Regions from separate parts of the Gossypium hirsutum genome. Here region 2 is linked to region 1. Evidence: chromatin contacts called from public Hi-C data. All regions are on one chromosome and are shown on one strand. Each heading gives the region's core, a stretch centred on a gene start, on an enhancer-like site or on the middle of the called end of the contact. The rest is flanking DNA. Distances are from core to core; before and after follow the strand shown.

Region 1 (7,413 bases), core at 2,222-4,721:
GTGCACCAATGTTGAAATTTGCATCCTTGCGAGATGATTGGGCGCTTAAGAATCGGTATTTAAGCTCAGGTAATTTCTAGCAATGTATAAAAATATCAGTGTCTGTTTTTTTTTTTTTTTTTTTTTTACATTTTATATTACCCGTGAATGTAAATTATTGTCAACACATGCACGTATCCCATCACAAATAGATAATTCTTGCTATTCGAATTTATCATATAAATCACAGAATGAACACTAATCAATGGACCAACAACAGAGGTTCAAAGTCGAGTCTATTAAGCCAAAATAATTATAAAACTTGTCGCTTGTATCTCATATAAATTTATAGATTTTTATTTCGCCAAAATAAGCATCTAACATTTAATTACACTCACTAGCTCTCGATTAACAATCAAGTGACATGGATTCAAACCTTGTAGTCCCTTTTTTTTTTCTCTTAATATTAACATTTAATTACACTTAAACTAGTCTTTAGCCTTCATTTTATACCTAGTTAACAATTCACCTATAATAAATAAAAGTTTATTTGGAACCTCGTGTAAGGCTTGATGATTAGAGCGTTCACCGCCTCAAGTGTGGTTTGAGTTCGAATCGTACTAAATACATTGTAATTAGAGTTTTACCTTTCTCTTGTAATTCATCTAAAAAAAATTATAAGAGTAATGTTTATTTGAATGGAAAAAATATTAAAAGTTAGTGAAAAAAATTGAAATTCTTCAAGGACTTTTGCAATTAATAAATATAAATTCTGACCTATTCATTTTGTTTTTAAAGAAAAGAAACATTTCACTTAAATTTTGTTTGTTAGCAGGTGAACACTAACATTATTTGATGTTAATTTTATATGTTGATGCAGGACCCATTCAATTCGTTGGTCCTTATGCAAATGACATCAACTACACTCTAATGCTGGAGCTGGGGGCACAATTTCATTTTTAATCTTAATGTCCAATTATGTTATTTCTTCCCCTAACAAAATAATAAAGTTGTAATTAGATTAAGTATTTTTTTCTTTTTCCTTTTTGGTAAATATGAAAAATTAGTCAAGGTTAACTGCACTAAAATTTTGTTATTCATGAATATATAATTAAGTTGTGACACTAATAAATTAATTGCTAGTTTTTAAGTTCACATATAAGTTCACAAAATGATCTTTCTTGAAACCTTTGAAAGCACTCAATATTATGATTCTATATCCCAATAACAGTTTTTCATTCTATGCTATCCAAGTTTAGGTTCTAAACTAAACAAATGGGCAGCATAGAAGCATTTACAAAGATAAATGGGTAGCTCTTCATAGAGCCATCGAAATGAAAGCTAAAAAAACAATAGATGGTTGAACGTGGTTGCCTTAGGAGTTTGACTTTCATAAAATTTGATTTCTAGAAATACAATCAACATAGTTTGATCTGTTTGTTTTGATTTTACTTGTTATACATCTATAATAATATGTTGTTATAAATAGATAATCATTATAAGCTTATCATAAATTTTATATAGAAAATTTCATAAAAAAAAAAGAAAGAAAGCTAAAAGTCAAGTGTATTATTATTGATTTTATGCATCTTTTATTTTACATATTCTTTTACATGTTAAATTATAAAGTTTACAAGTTCAATTAATCAATGAATTATCAAATTAAATTAATTAATTTATTACTAATTACTACATTTAAATAATCAATTTATAAGTTTATGAAGTTCTAAATTCATAGTAAAATATTTAATTAAGGAATTTAATAATTTTTTAAATTGACATATTTAATTTCATTCATTGAAGAGAACTAATTTAGACCATATGCTATTATAAAGAACTAATTTAATAAAGGATGTAATTATAACTATAATTTTATTAAAAAATTTAGATTATATGTTGTTATAAAGAATTAATTTAATAAAGGATGTAATTATAACTATGGATGTTGTTATAGAGGTTGAAAATAAAACATAAAAAATGAGTTTTTTTAGAAATTTGATTATTATAACAAAATATTGTTATAGCAGGTGGTTATAAAGAAAGTCGATTGTACCAACTTTATTATGTGCATTGTAAAATTTGATACATTTCTTAAATAATTTCAAAATATCATAAAATGCATCTATATTCAGTATATAAAAAACGTAAATTTTATTATATTTTATAAATAGATAAGAAAATTCTAATGTGTTTTCTTTGATTGGTTAATGTTTTTAGTATAATAAATTTGAAATTCACATGAGTTGTAATTAATATTATCACGAGTAAAAAAAAATGTAACTATTATTATCAATGAAAAACACACTAAAATATGGACCTCTATTTTTAAGTGATTTTATTAGAAGAGATAGTCATAGATATTAAGAGATGAAAAATATGGAAAAAAAAAACCACAAAAATTTAGCAAGAAAATAAAAATAATACAACTGCCTTTAATTTAATTGTCTCTTCAAAGAAGAATTACTAAAGCAAAACATAGTTTGAAATTGAACCGAAACGACCATACTTGAATCACATCAACTTGCAAGCCACACTTTTGTACTAGTGATTGCCACCCACGGATGAAGACGTAGAGGGGGGAATTTTTCCCCTTCCCCTTCTGCTTCCGCATCTCCCATCTCCTTAAAACCATATTACTCACATCCGAATCGGCTCAATCACCAATGCTTCTATACCCTCCTTCCCGCCTTCTTTCAGCACCTCCTTTTCTTCGTCCGTAAGAAACTCCGCTCGGACTTGATTCATGGGTATGGAGAGACGACCATGGTGCTCCGTCAAATCGATTTTTTACAATGATTTTTGTATGACCAATTGATCATCGCTTCTCCCAAGCCTTTGGTCATCTCTTTCACCCTTTCGGGCAAGCAAGGTTGAAGGGCCGAACTACTACTACTACTACTACTACCACTACCCTTGTTGTGCTGCTCTGTATTGTCAGGCTTATTTGCCCTACTAGTTTCATCTGGTGACTTAGAGCTACGTCATTTCTTCTTCCCCCATTCTAGTGTTCCCAATGTCATCTCCGCTAAGTGATGTAAGTCAGACCAAACTTCCTCTTTTTCCTTGCCCTTTGAATCATTTGAATTCATCTTTTCTTGCTTCTTTTAAGAAATTTGAAGGTTTTCTTTGATAAGTTATATTATTAAATAGTGAAAGGAACCAAGTTATATCATATGAGTGAGTTGTCATGACCGTAGGAATTACTGTTTTTTTTTTTTTTTTTTTGAAGTTGGAAATTAAGTTTTCCTATGCGTACATTGTTTTGGAGATTAATTTTGAAGTTAATTCAGAAATTTGAAGCAGTATCAATTCATCCCAGTAGGACAAAACTTTATAAATATATTTTGTACATATATACTAGTATCATATTATGGACCAATGGATGATCTGGAAACACCAAAATGAAAGGATTTTTCTCGAACACATTTTTAAAAAAAAAATAAAAAAGCTTTTGAGTCTGAAATTTGAATAAAAAATTAAAATTTGTGTGAATTGACTGGCGTGGCCCATGAGTACTGTCCAAAAGGACCAAAACCCTCCATTTCCTCTTCTCTTTTTCTTTCACAGAGACGAAGGATTTTATTTTATTTATTTGGTATCACTAGATATTATTTACTTATTTTATTCGAACTGGGTTTATTTAATCAGGGACTGTTTTTAGGGGCTTTAACCCATTCCTTCCTTTCAGTAAGATTTCACCTTCATTTTAATTTATGAAAAGAAACGCATTCCATTCTGAATATTGTTTTTGTTTTCTTTAAATGCAATTCTTCAGTTCTCAGTGCTTGAATCCAAAATTATGTGTAAAAGAAATTTGTATACCATGTGGTCTTTCAAGTTGGAATCTTTCGTAACTGTGGATTAGGGCTAGGGCTATTTAGGGTTTTTCTTTCTGTAGATATGATGAAGCAGATATTCGGAAAGCTACCGCGAAAACCATCGAAATCATCCCAACATGAACCCAACGGTGATGCACTCAATGGTAATTCCTTTTTCAACTCTTCTCTTGGACCCAATTCTTTAAACAGCTCTAAACCTGGTTCCGCTTTTAAATTCTCAAATTCAGGTTCACGTTTGAACGGTGGGACTGTTAATTCTCATTCATCCAGTTCGGCCAACTCAAATCAAGGGAAGAAAACTGACCCTCTTGCAAGCCAAGCAGGTCTTATGTTAGTTTCAGGGATTTATGAGGCTTTGCCTGGTTTCCGGGATGTTCCCAGCACGGAAAAGCAGAGTCTTTTCCTTAAGAAGTTGAATATGTGTTGTGTGGTTTTTGATTTTGGTGATCCAACTAAGAACCTTCGGGAGAAGGACATAAAGAAGCAGACTCTGTTGGAGCTTGTTGATTATATTTCCTCAGTTACATCCAAGTTCAATGAGTTGGCGGTGCAAGAGATGACTAGAATGGTTGCTGCTAATCTCTTTAGAACATTTCCATCTCCGAATCACGATAACAAACTTCTAGAAATGTATGATTTGGAAGATGAGGAACCGGCCATGGATCCTGCTTGGCCTCATCTTCAGATTGTGTATGAACTTTTACTTAGATTTGTGGTCTCACCAGAGACCGATGCCAAGCTTGCTAAGAGATACATGGATCATTCATTTGTGTTGAAATTGTTGGATTTGTTTGATTCGGATGACCATAGAGAGAGGGATTATCTGAAGACAATTCTACATCGAATTTATGGGAAGTTCATGGTGCATCGACCATTTATTAGGAAAGCCATCAACAATATTTTCTACAGGTTTATTTTTGAGACAGAGAAGCACAATGGTATAGCTGAGTTGCTTGAAATCTTGGGAAGTATAATAAATGGGTTTGCCTTGCCTTTGAAGGAAGAGCACAAGCTCTTCTTGGTACGAGCCCTGATTCCTCTTCACAAGCCCAAGTGTGCATCCACGTACCATCAGCAGCTTTCTTATTGCATTACTCAGTTTGTTGAGAAAGACTACAAACTGGCTGATACTGTCATCCGAGGCCTACTAAAGTATTGGCCTGTCATTAATAGTTCAAAGGAGGTCATGTTTGTGGGAGAGTTGGAAGAAGTTCTAGAAGCTACTCAGGCAGCAGAATTCCAACGCTGCCAGGTTCCTCTTTTCCGTCAGATTGGCCGCTGCCTCAATAGCTCTCATTTTCAGGTACTGTCTAGATTATCATTGTTACTCCCTCTATTGACTTTTTCTGTAAGCTTCTTGCCTTCTTTTGTTGACTACTGTATGCCTGTATCACATACTTCATCACTACACATTCTTTTACAGCGATTGGAGCCTCTTACTGTTTTTTTATTCTCCATTGTTGCTGTTAGAGATTTTCCACGCCTTTCCATCCTGAACAATTCCTACTGGTCAATGTCCATCTTTAATATATATGTTTGTTAAACCCTAAGCCCCTGTACTATTTTAAGAATCTGGTCGGGGAAAAGAGTTAGAATTGTAGAACAAGCTACAAGAAATTTTCGGCATAAATAGTAGAACATAGGATATTTTGCTGAGATAAGGATGTATTATTTTTTAGATTGATCTAAGCTGATCTTATTTTCTCGGTTAAGGGAAGGATTTATTGAATCTGGCAGTGACTGGGAAGCCACTCATACCTCACTAGGCTAGTTAACTGATGATTTTCCTTGAATAGTTTGAAAGCTACTGCTCTTTTGTTCCCCTTTATTTCTGCTCAATGCTTGCACCCGCCCAGCAGCATCTTCTTGGGGAAATATTATTTTGATGGCATTTATGGATTGAAGCATGTTGGGGAGTGTGTTGTTGTATGGTGTGGACATTATCATAGTTTTACATTTGAGGCATAAGTTATCTATATTACTTTGGCTAGCATGCTTAATTTCTTGGGAGTGAGATTTATTTGATCCTTGAAGACAGCATTGTCGTGTGGACTATGAGTATCATGTTCATGAAAAATGCGTATCTGCTCAGCTTCAACGTTACTGTTTATCCTTGAGAAAAGAATTCAATATATCTTTTCTACCAGTAGTTGATGATGTTTATAGTCAAGAGAATTGTAATGGTTTTGCTGGGAAGGAGATGGCAATTTAATCCTGGTAGTGAGTTGCATGTTCATCGTTCCAAAAGGTTGATCCTGTTCTAATTGCCCTAAATGAAATAAAAATACATTCAAGTGGCCTCTCATTCCACAGCAATCAAAAAGCACTTTTGAACTGTCAAGAATAGGGCATTCTTAGTTGAGAGTAATGTAATGTTGCTATGCTGGTGGATTTGAGTTCATAACCCTAGTTTCATTCTTGCAATACCTAGAAAAGGAGATGATTCAATTTGATCACTACAGGACAGGTTAACCCTACACTTTTTCGGTAATGGCCACACCTGTTGTTGTAAGTGGTTCATTTTATGTTGGCTTCAAAGGGAAAACAAAAGGAGAATAGTTATTCACTGTGGAAATTACATGATTTTAGTCATTAGTTGCCTGGTATCTAGTTTGAGACAAGTAGAGCTTTGTGCTCTCAACTTTTCTATGTTGTAGGAGTATGATTTGGAAAATGTTCTTTTTGTTTATGGCAGGTAGCGGAACGGGCTTTATTTTTGTGGAACAATGATCACATAAGAAATCTTATCATCCAGAACCGCTCAGTAATACTCCCTATAATCTTCCCTGCACTGGAGAGAAATACCAATGGTCATTGGAACCTGGCAGTCCAGAGCTTTACACTAAATGTCAGGAAGATATTCACGGATGTTGATCATGTGCTTTTTGACGAGTGTTTGTCCAGATTCCAAGAAGATGAATTGAAGGAAAAAGAGATGCAGGAAAGGCGGGAACTAACCTGGAAGCATTTGGAAGATGTAGCTTCATCTACTACCGCAGCAAGCAATGAGGCTGTACTGGTTTCTAGATTTGTCTCTTCCATTGCCATTGCCACTGCTACTGCCACCAGCCCAACCCCAAAGGCAATGGTGGGCAGTTGAGAGATACAATGAAAGCAACTGTTAAGAAATCAGATCATATCCACCATAGTGAAATGATCCATGGTGTAACCTGAATGGTGCACCATGGGAATCCTGCAATTTTTAACAGCGAGTCTCTACTTACTGAATCATCTGTGGATATTAAGGTCGTTGCTTTAACTTTAATTCTGAATCATTCTTTTCTCTATCTTCTATACCTTCTTCCTTATCCGTGGCCTAGGAACATGTGTATCATATCATAAGGGTTTAGTTTTTATGGACAGTTCGTTGTATTTACAATCAGATACTATTTATACTGTACTATTCTTTGTAAGGATATATATATTTTGACACAAATGTATTATACGACATGTATAATAGCGAGAAAAATATAAATACACTTGTCCAGTGTAGAAAGGAAAAGCACTTTCATTCACTGGTGCTTTTCGTTTTAACTATTGCCAGGTCCATGAGTATATGCTTATCCCTCCAAGATAAAAGGAGCGGCATGGATCT
Region 2 (7,413 bases), core at 2,225-4,724, 290 kb after region 1:
GGGCTACCAAAAGCTCTATAGGTTCATTGAGCAGCACGGTAAAGAAGTAGTTCAGCGCGGTGAACAGGAGTTCGGTCTTTCCGCATCCGACTCCATCAACAACTTGATATTCACTCTTGGGTTTAATGCCTTCGGTGGTTTCTCCCTCTTTTTACCCACATTGATCGGCACCATAGCCAGTGATAAAACTGGATTACAAGCTAGGTTAAGTGACGAAGTGAAACAAATATGTGGGTCGTCCTCATCTGGTTTGAGTTTTGACTCGTTGAAAGGCATGGAGCTGGTGAACTCAGTTGTTTATGAGACATTGCGTATGAACCCACCGGTTCAACTTCAGTACGCACGAGCTAGGAAGGATTTTCAACTCGCTTCTCATGACTCGGCTTTTGACATAAAAAAAGGTGAGTTGCTTTGTGGGTATCAGCCTATGGCCATGAGGGACAGTAATGTTTTTGATGAACCAGAGAGTTTTAAACCGGACCGGTTCGTGGGGAAAGGGAAAGAATTACTGAATTACTTGTTCTGGTCGAATGGGCCGCAGACCGGATCACCGACTGAGTCTAACAAGCAATGTGCAGCAAAGGATTTTGTGACAATGTCAGCTTCATTAATTGTAACTCGCATGTTTCAAAGGTATGATTCAATCAGTGGGGATTCTAGTAAAATAACAGCTGTTGAGAAGGCAAATTGATGATAAATTTGATAGGAGCAGAGAATATATACTATATTTTCTCTGAACAAATGTTCCTTTCTTCAAATATATTGGAATGAATAATGATTAATTTGCATCTTCAACTCTAGTGAAATCCATAAAGAAAAAAATTGATAGAATGAAGCATGAGTTATTGATGAGAAATTATGATAAAGAGTAGTTTTGGAGTGAATTAGTTTATGTTAGAAATCAATCATATTTTACTAGATATGGTAATCAGTATATCCCTTTGACACATTTAGATGTTCATATCATGCTGTATTTTAATCGTTTTTCTTATATATCGTATCCAAGATTATCAAATATAATGTTTACTACAATGTTAAATTAGACTGCCTATAATATTAACTCTGAAATTCATGATGACTATAAAATTCCGCTTCGCGGTCCAGAATTGACAGAACATGTCGCAGAGCACTGAACAGTGGAAAAGAAAAGAAGGAACGAAATACGTTTTCTACTAATTTTCTTCCTATCCATGGTGGATGGTTTAGACAAACTGGAGGTTACCTTGTGTCTGCGCATTAGATTTGGCGACCTTTTCTCTCCACCCTTTCTGACGAGCTCTTATTTCCCACATTGCTGTCAATTTCATTTGAGCCGACAGTGCTTCTTCAGCTTTCTCCCTTGCTTCTTCGCAGGTCTCCATACCCGAATTGCATTTGTCTGCTTCCTTTTGATACTGTGATGCTAACTTCTTAGCCTCGAGTAATGCCATGTCTGCACGTTGCTGATTTTCCAAAGCTTCGGCTTCTCTTAGCTTCAGTTCTTCTGTCAAAAGTTCTGCAAAGTGATTTTCTGTATTCTCATTTACCACTGGATCATGCTTTGCACAATCTGCAAAATATTCACATTCAACCTTCAAGGAACCAGCCATATCAAAACATAAATAAAACTCAAAATCACCAATATCACCCTGAAATGAAATCATTTGCTAAATGAAGGCAGTGGTTTTTGTTAATGCAATATAGAGGGTTATTACATTTAATGTTACATTCACATCCAAATTACTCTCGGATAAAAAAATACCACAACATTAATTATCAAGCAATCCCAACCAAAGCAGTTCATCCTGCATACCAAAGCCAGAGTTACTACTTTATCTTATGTAAGTGTTATTTCACAATATCAGTCATTTGCAATCAATCTTAAAAACATGGCTCGGTTATGCAATTGTTAGACAGCGTCTAGGTAAAAAAAAAATTGTTACATTAGCAATCAATCATTATTGAAGAGAAAACAAAAGTGAAAATCATGTGATTAGCAATCAAATATTGTTACATCAGCTATCAATCATTATTGACAGGGGTGGCTTAGGGAAATCACGTGATTAGAGAGTATAACGGCACAAAAACAGAAGGATAAGAAAAACTATTAAATATATTTCTCATATTGCATCATATAAGGCATAACATCTGTTAAAATAAAGTTGACACCTAAATGAAAGCGATAGCAGCAACAATGGTGAAAAAAACTCAACAGAGAGGGTCGGTCATGCTAAAATTAGAGGTGATCTAAAAGGCATAGAAAAACAAATGTAAAATTTCTTTGTATTAAGTTAGTCCCATATTCCAATAAACACATCCATCCATGACAAAGAAACAGGAAACTGACCTGTAAAGGAAGCATTGCTCTGTCCTGCATAAATTAAAGATAGAACCATAAAATTAGCTTAATTTTGCTGGGCAAAATTGCCAAAGAGCAAATAATTAACATTTCCAAATACCCGATTGCCATCTTTAATAAAAATGGAAACTTGGAACTTTGCAGGGCAAGTAGCATAGAGAATGCTAATACAAAGCAACAAATTAACATAATAGAAAGAAAGGCTAACAACAGCATTCATAAAACAGGCATGAGTTTCAACTTTCAATAATTAGCTTCATAACTACCAAGTAAAACCCCATAGCCAAGGATATGGAGTTCTATTAATTGACAACAGAAACAACATTGATAAAAATTCTAAGTGAAAATATTATGCCTTGGAAAAAATTCGCACGAAGAATAAAAGCTTCCTAGAATTAACAAAAGAATAATGGGTTATCATAATATTCCAAAACTCATCTATTGTAAATTAAAATTAGGCAGTAACTAATTGAAAATTCGATGAACAAAAAAAAGAGGGGAAATCATAGGATCTCCACTCTCCAAGTGTAAATAAATTGGGCAGGAAGCGCATAAAGCACTCATTTCAAATTACAGTTTACTACTACAACATGATTTTGAGGTTTGTGAAACTGATCAAATCCAATATATATGAAATGGAAACAAGAAAGGAGGAGATGAGATCGAGCCAGATCTGGGAATACCTTCAGGGATTGTGAGAAGAGGCTGAGAAGAGCAATCGCAAAGGCAAGGTGGGCAAGTGTTGGAAGTGTGGCTGACGGCTACTAATCCTTCCATGAAATGCCAATACAGAGGAGGACCCACTATGTAGCCGAATAAACAGAGTCCCAATAGACACAACCCCACCTTCAACGCCGCCGTCTGGTTCACTGCCATCTCTTCTATCTCAGAGTCTAACTGGAAACCAAATCGAGACTGAAGCAATTGGATGCAGTAGTCGGCAAAATGTCAAATTCTAACCATGCATTTTGTTTTTATTTAACGGTTCTTCGACAGTCGAAAATTTGCGGGTGGGTTCGTCAATCTTTCATCGACATGAGTGTGTAGGAGTGGGAATGCGAAGGGGAAGGGGAAGGAAGTAGGAAACTGTTATTGGAACAAAAAATCTATTGTCGACAATGTCAAACTTTGGGCCGCGTACCAACTTTAGCAAACCAAAATTTAAAACAATTACAATTAGCAAATTACTTTAGGTAAATTCTGTTATTAGTCCTTCTACTTTATAAAACTATAAATTTAGTCTGTATACTTTAATTTCATCAATTTTAGTCTCTATACTTTTAAAATTTTGAATTTTAATCCTAAATCAAATGGTAATAGTTAATTCCATTTGGTTAACTTTAATTATTAGTCTTGTACTATGCGTACAGTTGTAGATTTAGTCTATATTCTCCAATTGAAATCATTCCAAGTTCTTATACTTTTTGAATTTTAAAATTTGAATATTGACACAAATGATAATAGTTAATTTATTTAGCCTACGGGTACAGTTGCGGCGGTGGTCGGTGAACGGAGCCTGGCTGAACCTTTAGGCTTGCAGAGAGAATAAAGGGGGGAAGGGAGTTTTTTTTTTTGAAAGAAGGTTGCAAGTGTTTTTTTTTAAAGATTTTGGCCTTATTTAGGCCCCCCAAAACGACGTTGTTTTGGACTGGCCTCAAATGCCTAAAACAATGTCGCTTTGCCCTTGACCCGTCTGACGCGACCCGCTCCAACCTAGGATCTGCGTGTTTTTAATTGGAAGGGCTAATTGCGCATTTAGCCCTTCCGCTTTTTATAGCTTTGTAATTAAAACTTTCGTTATTTTTAATTTGGCCCTATGATTTATTTCAATTGCATTTTGGTCCTCTCTAATGCTGTGCGTTTTGGAGGAGAAGGGATTATTACCCTTTTGGTCCCTCCTTGTTATTCGTGCATGCAAATTGGTCCTTTAACCTTATTTTTATTTCGGATTAGCCCTAAAACTCTATTTTAAGTTCAATTTAATCTTTTTTTCGTTATTTTTTTCTATTTTATTTTTTAAATTAATTAATTATTATTATTTTATTATCTTCTAATTTTTTATTATTAGTACTATTTCATAATTATTATATATTACTATTACATTCATTTTTTATATTCTTTTTATTAATATTATTTCCACTATTATTATTATTTTTTATACTATAATTATATTTACTTTTATGGTTACCATTATTTTTATTATTATTTCTTTATATCTTTGTCATTATTATTATTATTATTATTATTATTATTATTATTATAATACTTTCTTTTTTTTACTTACTATATTTGTCTTATTATCATATTAATTATTTTTGCAATATTATTACTGCTATTATTCTATATATATATTTATAATAAGTTTTTCATTTCATGTATAGCATTTTAGAATTATATTATTTTGTATATTACTTCTAAACAGTTTTATATATTATTTTATCTTGAATGGATACTAGTTTTTCGCTTTGCCCTTGACCTGTCTGACCCGTTTGACCCGACCTGCTCCAACCTAGGATCCGCGCGTTTTTAATTGGAAGGGCTAATTGCGCATTTAGCCCTTCTGCTTTTTATAGCTTTGTAATTAAAACTTTCGTTATTTTTTATTTGGCCCTATGATTTATTTCGATTGCATTTTGGTCCTCTCTAATGCTGTGCGTTTTGGAGGAGAAGGGATTATTACCCTTTTGGTCCCTCCTTGTTATTCGTGCATGCAAATTGGTCCTTTAACCTTATTTTTATTTCGGATTAGCCCTAAAACTCTATTTTAAGTTCGATTTAATCTTTTTCGTTATTTTTTTCTATTTTATTTTTTAAATTAATTAATTATTATTATTTTATTATCTTCTAATTTTTTATTATTAGTACTATTTCATAATTATTATATATTACTATTACATTCATTTTTTTATATTCTTTTTATTAATATTATTACCACTATTATTATTATTATTTTATACTATAATTATATTTACTTTTATGGTTATCATTATTTTTATTATTATTTCTTTATATCTTTGTCATTATTAGCTTATTATTATTATTATTATCATACTTTCTTTTTTTTTTTACTTACTATATTTGTTTTATTATCATATTAATTATTTTTGCAATATTATTACTGCTATTATTCTCTCTCTCTATATATATATTTATAATAAGTTTTTCATTTCATGTATAGCATTTTAGAATTATATTATTTTGTATATTACTTCTAAAAAGTTTTATATATTATTTTATCTTGAATGGATACTAGTTTTTTTTTTAAAAAAATATTTCATATACTTTAGATGGCTTTTATAATATCTGTTTTAAATTCTTTTTATGAATTATTTGCTTAGAATTGTTTCATATTTTATTCTAGATTTTCTTACTACTTATTTCATTTTTATATCAATATGGATATTGGGATAACATGTTACGTGATTATTGCTATTATGTGTATTCTAATTCTTTTTTGTATTTATTTGTTATCTGTGATTCGTTATTATAGCATTTTGTTTATGAATTATTATTTAGCGTTGTACATTATTATTTCATCGCATTTTATTTGCTTAAAAGGTCGTGTTTTAATATCGTTTAAAATTTAAAATCCTTTTATTCCAAAATTTTCAAAATAAGGCAATACTCGGTATTTGGCATCATCGAGAAGATTCTGCCCTAACTTACTGGGTTCCAATTTTTCTTATCGAATCTAAGTAATCAAGTACCCTTTCTTAAATCAAAACAAATAAGTTTCAAATAAAAGCTTATTCTCGGGAATTCGAGATGTTGTGTCCTAACTTATTGGATATGACACTTTGTTTTTCCGAGGTAAGGATTTCTAAAAATAAAGGCTGTAACGCCCCCTTACCGAAACCGTCACCGGAGTTGAGCATGAGACATTACTAAACTTATTTTAGCATTTAAACGAGTTCAAACAATTCTCGTAGTAAACTGTCCATCTGCGTCATAGTCTCTAAAAAAATCATATCTCGAGTTACGAAACTCTAAACCTAATTCCGTAAATTTTTCCTAAAACTAGACTCATATATCTACTTACTAATTTTTTTCTAGAATTTTTGGTTGGGTAAATTAGTACAGTTTATTAGTTAAAGTCTCCCATGTTTCAGGGTTTGGCTACTCTAACCCCTGTGCACTACGAATCAAATTTCTTCCTGTAAAGAGATCCAATGACTATGCTGCTTGTTTCACTTAAAAATAAACTCAATAAGGAATCTATACATATAAAGTGTGAGTTATAATTATTTTTACACAATTTATGGTGAATTTCTAAAGTTAGAACAAGGGATCCAGAAATCGCTCTGACCCTGTTTCACCAAAACGTAAATATCTCATAAAATAAAACTCTTTTACTTATTTTGTTTCTTCCACATGAAAATAGATTCATTAAGATTCAATTCCATATTTTATTCATCATCCAATTCTATTTCTACTATTTTTAGTGTTTTTTCAAACTCACGTCACTGCTGCTGTGTGATTCTGTTTTATAACCAATTTCACCATTTTATGGATTTTCATAGATTAGTTAGCACATAAAGCATACGTGTTATCAAATATAGTCTTGATTAGCCACTCCAATAGCTAATCATTCTCAAACATTTCCATGCCATCCATGAGCTATATCATAAGATTATATACACAAAAGGATTATAATGCTATACATGCCATATTCCCAAAATATGCAAGCCACCATACCGAGATGGTCTGTTGATAGTGTGAGCGTGCCTCTGACCGTCCTGATCTCCAAACCGGCTTGTCAAAAATACAAGGAACGGAAGGGAGGGAGTAAGCATAAATGCTTAGTAAGTTCACATGCAAATAACAAATAACTTAACAAAGCAATTATACCAACCAACATTAGCATAATATCACCAAAACATATATCACATTTCTATTCATCATTCATCGTCTTACTACATTATTGTTGTCGTATCAAGTCTCAACCCGAGGGTTAAGTACATACCTGTCCAAAGTGCCCATTCCACAACACTTACCAATACGTCACTTGCATCTTGAGTATTCTTCCTTTTCACTAGAATTTTACCCGTTGAACCCATCGGAATATAACTCGGATA

The links. A called contact is a pair of places that touch in the nucleus more often than the background predicts.
Region 2: a contact with region 1 is called in a Hi-C map of leaf, with 2.4 times the contacts expected there. The contact joins the promoter of LOC107923977 here to the promoter of LOC107941715 in region 1. A contact is called at or near these places in 11 of 34 Hi-C or Micro-C datasets (callus, hypocotyl, leaf and 1 more).

The regions. Positions count from the first base shown.
Region 1 is chrA11:19,811,452-19,818,864 of Gossypium_hirsutum_v2.1, forward strand. It overlaps LOC107941715 (serine/threonine protein phosphatase 2A 59 kDa regulatory subunit B' gamma isoform), which reads left to right and starts at 3,472. Exons shown (of 2, transcript XM_016875298.2): 1 at 3,472-5,121; 2 at 6,514-7,333. The coding sequence starts at 3,880. The coding sequence ends at 6,918. It overlaps LOC107941714 (pyrophosphate--fructose 6-phosphate 1-phosphotransferase subunit beta), which reads left to right. Exons shown (of 16, transcript XM_016875297.2): 15 at 1-69; 16 at 860-1,128. The coding sequence ends at 942. LOC107941716 reads right to left here. Exons shown (of 6, transcript XM_041081311.1): 6 at 7,094-7,413.
Region 2 is chrA11:20,104,737-20,112,149 of Gossypium_hirsutum_v2.1, forward strand. It overlaps LOC107923977, which reads right to left and starts at 3,475. Exons shown (of 3, transcript XM_016854203.2): 1 at 3,022-3,475; 2 at 2,327-2,350; 3 at 964-1,549. The coding sequence starts at 3,214. The coding sequence ends at 1,203. LOC107923976 (fatty acid hydroperoxide lyase, chloroplastic) reads left to right here. Exons shown (of 4, transcript XR_005904912.1): 2 at 1-633; 3 at 1,105-1,300; 4 at 2,136-2,177.